Regions from separate parts of the Pelodiscus sinensis genome. Here region 1 is linked to region 2. A link is a contact called in public Hi-C data. All regions are on one chromosome and are shown on one strand. The core of a region is the stretch at or near the end of the contact, and the rest is flanking DNA. Distances in the headings are between cores, read along the strand shown.

Region 1 (2,700 bases), core at 18-2,517, 170 kb after region 2:
GCTGCCCGAATCAGATCTGGGAGCCAGCAACGCTCTGGCCCCTCCTCTGGCTGGTCGGCATGGCCGCTCTGGGGGAGTCCAAAGGATGACCCCTGGGTGCCTGGCCCCGGTGTGCACAGGAGCCCTCCTGCTGTAAATGGCATTTTGAGACAGCGGAGTTTGCTGCCGGTCGGCGTGGGCGTGTGTGTTAATGAGCAAGCGAGCAGGAACTTTTAGAACGGCCCATGGTGCCCGAGGGAACCTGTTCTTCATTCACAGCCATAGTCTGGATGTCAGCTCCAGGCAGTCCCTATGGAGACTGTCGACACTTTGATTATCCCCCTATAATCATTCAGTCTCTTCACCTTCCACTTCCTCGTATGGTGGTGCCGGCCCGGCCTATTCTTATTCACGGCATCGCCCCCCTCTCGGCGCGCTGACACCCGAGCGGGCGGCCGCACAGAACAATCAGGGACAGCCGGCGCTTGGGGGAGGGGCAGGGCTGCTTTTAGTGAGTTCGGCAAAAGCAGCATTTTGAAAAGACAGTGCTATTTGCAGACGGGTTACATCCATCTTTTATAAACACCCACCTGCCATCCCATCCTCCCCCCTCCTCTCCATGCGACCCCAATCAGAGGCGGGCCTGGCAGGGACAAGGACAGTCAGGTAGGGATGTGCAATCTGTGTCAGAAGTGAAAGTGATGGGGAGCGCATGGGAGCGAAGAACAGCATCCTCCCCCAGCCCTCTTCTCCGAGGGAAACTAGCTGGCAGGGTAGAAAAGGGTGAGACCTGGAGCACTTCTGTGGCGGGAGTTGGGAAGGGCAGAGTAAAGGGTAAGATCCCCAGGAGGTGACTGAAGTTCAGTCTTTCATCTTCTGCCAAAGCGGAAGCTGAATCCCCCTTTCTTCCTGTTGTAGCCGTTGAGCTCCTCCGCCAGGTTCCCCAGGGTGCCGCTGCGCTTCTCGCCGTCCCCCCACAGGAAACCGACCTCTTCGCCTTCCCGGCTCTCCTCCTGCCTCCCGAACCGGAACCTGAAGCCGGCCCTCTCCTTGCCAAAGCCCTGGAGCTCCTTGGCCACGCTGAACAGGGAGCGGAGGTCTTCAGAGCTCCTCCGCCTCAGCCCTTCCTTCCACAGGCTGGCCTGAGAGGTGTCGTCTGCAGTGCCCCGCCAGCTGGTCTCCAGCCAGAGCGGTTCCCCTGGCTCTCCCCTCTCTGGTCTGTTGTCAGGAGGGAAGCAGGCACCCAAGCTCAGGAGGAGGAGGCAGGAGAAGGAGTAACGCGCTTTCATCTGCGTGGTGGGAACGGAAGAGAGTCACGGAGGCGTGTCTGTTAATGGGGCTCTCCCTGGATCTCGGTACCGCCTCTGACAGCTGCCGCAGCGTAATGAGGCTGCCAGTGCAGAGGAAACCCACCCTCAGCCAGCCAGGCCCTCCTCGGTGCAGGACGGCAGCAGGGGGGAGGTGCCCTACCTTCTCCAAAGCAGCCGGGCCTGCTGTGTCTGAGCCGAGACACCTGCCCGTGGCACCTGGCACGACCCATTTGCAATGACCCATTGCAGAACATGACTGGTGCTGCAAGTTCCCCACCAAGCCCCTTGGCGAGGGCCTCTGGGGTCGGATGTGGGAGCTGGTGCCCTTCTCTGCTACACTCGTGTTCCTTCCGGTCAGCGGTGGGCTGCCTGCAGCCCAAGGGCCACGTGATCCCCCCGGGGCTCCGTGAGGCCCACGAGACATCAGGTTGCCGTTGCCCACATGCAGCGTTGCAGTGGCCGTCAGCAAAACTGCCCAATCCCAGGAGCCCGTCTTGGCTGCGAGGGGGAAGGGCCGCTCGTGGGGCCCATCCCTAGCCTGGGTTGCCCGTCGCTGCTCCAGGTGCTTTGGCTTCTCTCGGATTGACCACGCTGCAGCTGGGAGCCAGACCCGCCTAGCAGCCCCTGAGCCGGGGGCTCCAAATCACTGCGGCTGGGCTGGGCTGGGGCAGGTCTGTGTAGACACAGCCGGTGTGTGGCAATGCGAGTCCTGCTGCACGGGCCTGGTTTGCAGCACGGGGAGAGCTCGGCTCTGCCCGGGCGCAGCTTGACTTGGCCAGCAGCCTTTTATTTCAGCCCTGGGCTCTCCAGCTGCGTCGCCTCTCAGGGGCCCTGCACGGAAGCTCAAGTGCACCCCCTGGTTTCCCAGCAAAGGGCTCAGGCCTGCAGCGCGCCGGCGAATGGCGTTTGCTAAAGATGTCTGTTGTCGCTTTGTGAGGCTCGGAAGCCGCCTGCTGACATGGAGGCAGCCTGGTCTAATGATCAATGCAGGGAACTGGGGAGGGACTGAGATTGCATTCTTAGCTCTTCCACTGTGTGACCCTGGGCCAGTCACAGGTTTGCTCTGTGCCTCAGTTTCCCTCTCTGTAAAAGAGGGCCGGGTTGGCCTTGGCAGTTCGACTCCCTGCACCCCAAGCCAGGTGAGGAAGCTGCAGCTGGCTGGGGCCCCGTGGCACATGAACAGCCCATCTCCTTTGCGGGTGGGTCCGTGCCACAGACGCTGAACTCCCATGTCTGCCGGTACCGGCAGCCAGTGGGAAACGAACGCGCCAGGCTGCTGTAAGTGGTTTGGGCCGGCTTGGAGCGCTTCTCCCCCTCCTCCCTGGGGATGCCGCAGTGGGCATGGCAGCACCTCAGCCAGGGCCGGGTGGAGCTGCAAGAGGACCTGGGCGCGCTCTGCTCCTCAGCCAGC
Region 2 (2,700 bases), core at 67-2,566:
GATGAGGTTAGCCCCTAAACAGCCATAGAGTATTGTATAGCCAGTTGTAACCAAATGCAAGGTGAAGTTTATGGCTTGTCTACACAGGGAAGTTGTCCTGAAATGAAGTAGAGGGTGAATTTAAAGCATGATAGCTATTCTGGAATAACTCTCTATAGGGGCACTCTTTTTCTTGATATAAAAGTGTGCCTTTCCTGATTTAGCTTAATCTACTTTCAAAGCGGACTAGTTATTTTGGTCATTTTCCCTAGGTAGACAAGTCCTTGGAAAGGGTGTGTAAGATGGGTCAGGTGAGAGATCCAACCCGGGAAGCAACCTGAGGGAGGGTGTGTCTCCTAAATGCATGATGTTGCCAGGACAGAGAGCACAGAGCGAGAACACGTGACCTGAACAACAAACCATCGGGACTGCTTGTGTTTTACTCACAGAAGCTCAAGGTTTTATATAGTTTTGATAGTCTCTAAGGCTATGTCTAGACTACGGAGTTTTTCTGGGATACCACCACATCCAGGGAACACGTCTGCTCTTCCGACATTTTTTTTGGAAGAGCAGACACACTCTTTCGGAAGCCCTGTATTCCACATTTTATGAGGAATAAGGGCTCTTCCAGAAGAGGAGGTTTTCCAAAATTTGACCCCGTGTAGATGGACCTAATTTTGAAAAAGCCTCTTCCGAAAAATCAATCGGAAAAAGGTACGCAAGTTGCAGTGCGCAATTTGTGTACCTTTTTCCGAAAAAAAGCAGCAGTCTAGATGTAGCCTAAGGTGCTACAGGACCACTGGTTGTTTTTAAAGTTACAGACTAACATGGCCACCCCTTTGAGGTGGTGTAATTAGGGCTATGGTGGGCAATCCTGCTTGGTGGGCCTGATACTGTGCAGTGCATCAACATGTCTGCCAGGCCCCCTTTCCTTCCTCTGATCCCTCCCCTTCCCCCTTGGTGTCCCCTTTATTTCCTCCTTCCCCCTCTACCCCATTTCCCTCCTTCCTTCCCCCCTTTCTCCTCCTTCCTTCCTCTCTACCCCATTTCCCTCCTTCCTTCCCCCTTTTTCCTCCTTCCCCCTCTACCCCATTTCCCTCCTTCCTTCCCCCCTTTCTCCTCCTTCCCCCCTACCCCATTTCCCTCCTTCCTTCCCCCCTTTCTCCTCCTTCCCCCTCTACCCCATTTCCCTCCTTCCTTCCCCCCTTTCTCCTCCTCCCCCCTCTGTCTCCCCTTTATTACCCCCTTCCTTTTCCCCCTCTCCTCTCCCCCTATTCCCTCGCCCCGCCCCCTCCAAGCCCCGCCCCCGCCCGCTGCGTGCCCCGCCCCTCGCAGCCTCGCTCGGGCGCTAGCAGGTTCCTGTCATGGCCGCCGTGTGCCGCGGGCTCCTCTCGCCCTGAGCGCGCCGGGAGCGGACCCCCTCGCCCCGCCCGGTGCCGGTGAGAGCCCCGCGGCGACAAGCCGGCAGGAGGCGGCGGCCGGCCGGGGATGTGACCGGCCGGGGGGAGCCGGGGACTCGCAGCCGCCCCCCGGGGTGGGGGGAATCGCCCCCGTCACCCGCCTGACCCGTCAGTGGCCCCGCTTCCCTGGCGGGCTTGTTCCCTGCCCCGCTGGGGCCCCCCCGACCGGGGCTTAATCCCTTCCCCGCCCCCGCCCACGGGACTTTCCCCCTCCTCGGAGTAGGCCTTAACACTCCCCCCCCCCCCCCGCTGTGTGTCCTCTTCCCTCACCGGGGGTGTTGGATCGTCCCTCCCCCCCACCAGAGCGAGCTTCATCCCCTTTGTCTCCTTTTGCTCCTTCTCCTCCACCCCAGACTGGGGTTCGACACCCCCTCCGGGGTTTCTGTCCCTTGTCCTATTGGAATCCTTGGCCCTTGGGGGCCATTCAGGGCCTGTGGGGATTAGGGTTCTTGGCCTCAGACTCTCTTGCCAAGCCTTAGGAGCCAGAGCCGTACTACATAATTCACCAAGTAGGCCTTTTGCAGTGCTAGGCTCCCAGTTGGGATGAAGCCAGCCCCGTCACCCCAACTTGACCTTTTCTGGCTGCTGTGCAGAAACCTTCCTCCTGGAGAGCATCACTGGACTAGCGCCTCTTTCCTGCCACCAGCATCGACTGGACCAAGTAGAATGGCATTTGTATTTTCATGAACAATTAGGAACAAGCCCGGGTTGGCTTCTCTGCCTTATAAGCAGCAAGCTGGTGCAGATGGGTAGTTCATTACTTGTATTGTCACAATGATTGTTATTGTTTCTGCTCCAAAATGATCCCGAAGTGCCCATTCACTTTGTTCAGAGCATTGGAGAGGTAGCAGAAAACTTATCAGAGAAGGCAAACCTATTGGTCTTCAATGATTGCAAGTTCCTCTGAAATATCCCCCTTACTCAAAGGTCATTATGGATCCTCAAAGACTTTGAACTGTTTAATTGGAAATCTAAAATGACTTTGACACAGTTGATTCTCTCTCACTTTAATAATACTTGAAGCCAAATCACTGGCTTTTTGGCCTTTATTAACTAAGTGCTATGCAAAAGAAAAGGAAAAAAAGAAATCCTGACACTGATTGCAATGGGAATGACTATTTCCTGCCCTGGGTGGCCCTATATGTGGTTTTCTTATTGGTAAGATAAAGTAGCTCCCACTTACTCAGTGGAAGACTCATTACAAACAAGAAACTTTGGTAACACTTGTAACTGCTAAATAAATGGAACATCTTATAACAGA

The links. Hi-C and Micro-C count contacts between places; a contact is called where the count stands out from the background.
Region 1: a Hi-C map of liver shows a contact between it and region 2, with 5 times the contacts expected there. The contact joins the promoter of QRFP here to the promoter of ABL1 in region 2. A contact is called at or near these places in 4 of 5 Hi-C or Micro-C datasets (blood, liver and an unstated tissue).

Annotation. Positions count from the first base shown.
Region 1 is chr22:13,960,017-13,962,716 of ASM4963464v1, forward strand. QRFP (pyroglutamylated RFamide peptide) reads right to left here and starts at 1,268. Exons shown (of 1, transcript XM_075905863.1): 1 at 849-1,268. The coding sequence starts at 1,268. The coding sequence ends at 849.
Region 2 is chr22:13,788,427-13,791,126 of ASM4963464v1, forward strand. It overlaps ABL1 (ABL proto-oncogene 1, non-receptor tyrosine kinase), which reads left to right and starts at 1,317. Exons shown (of 11, transcript XM_006128365.4): 1 at 1,317-2,700.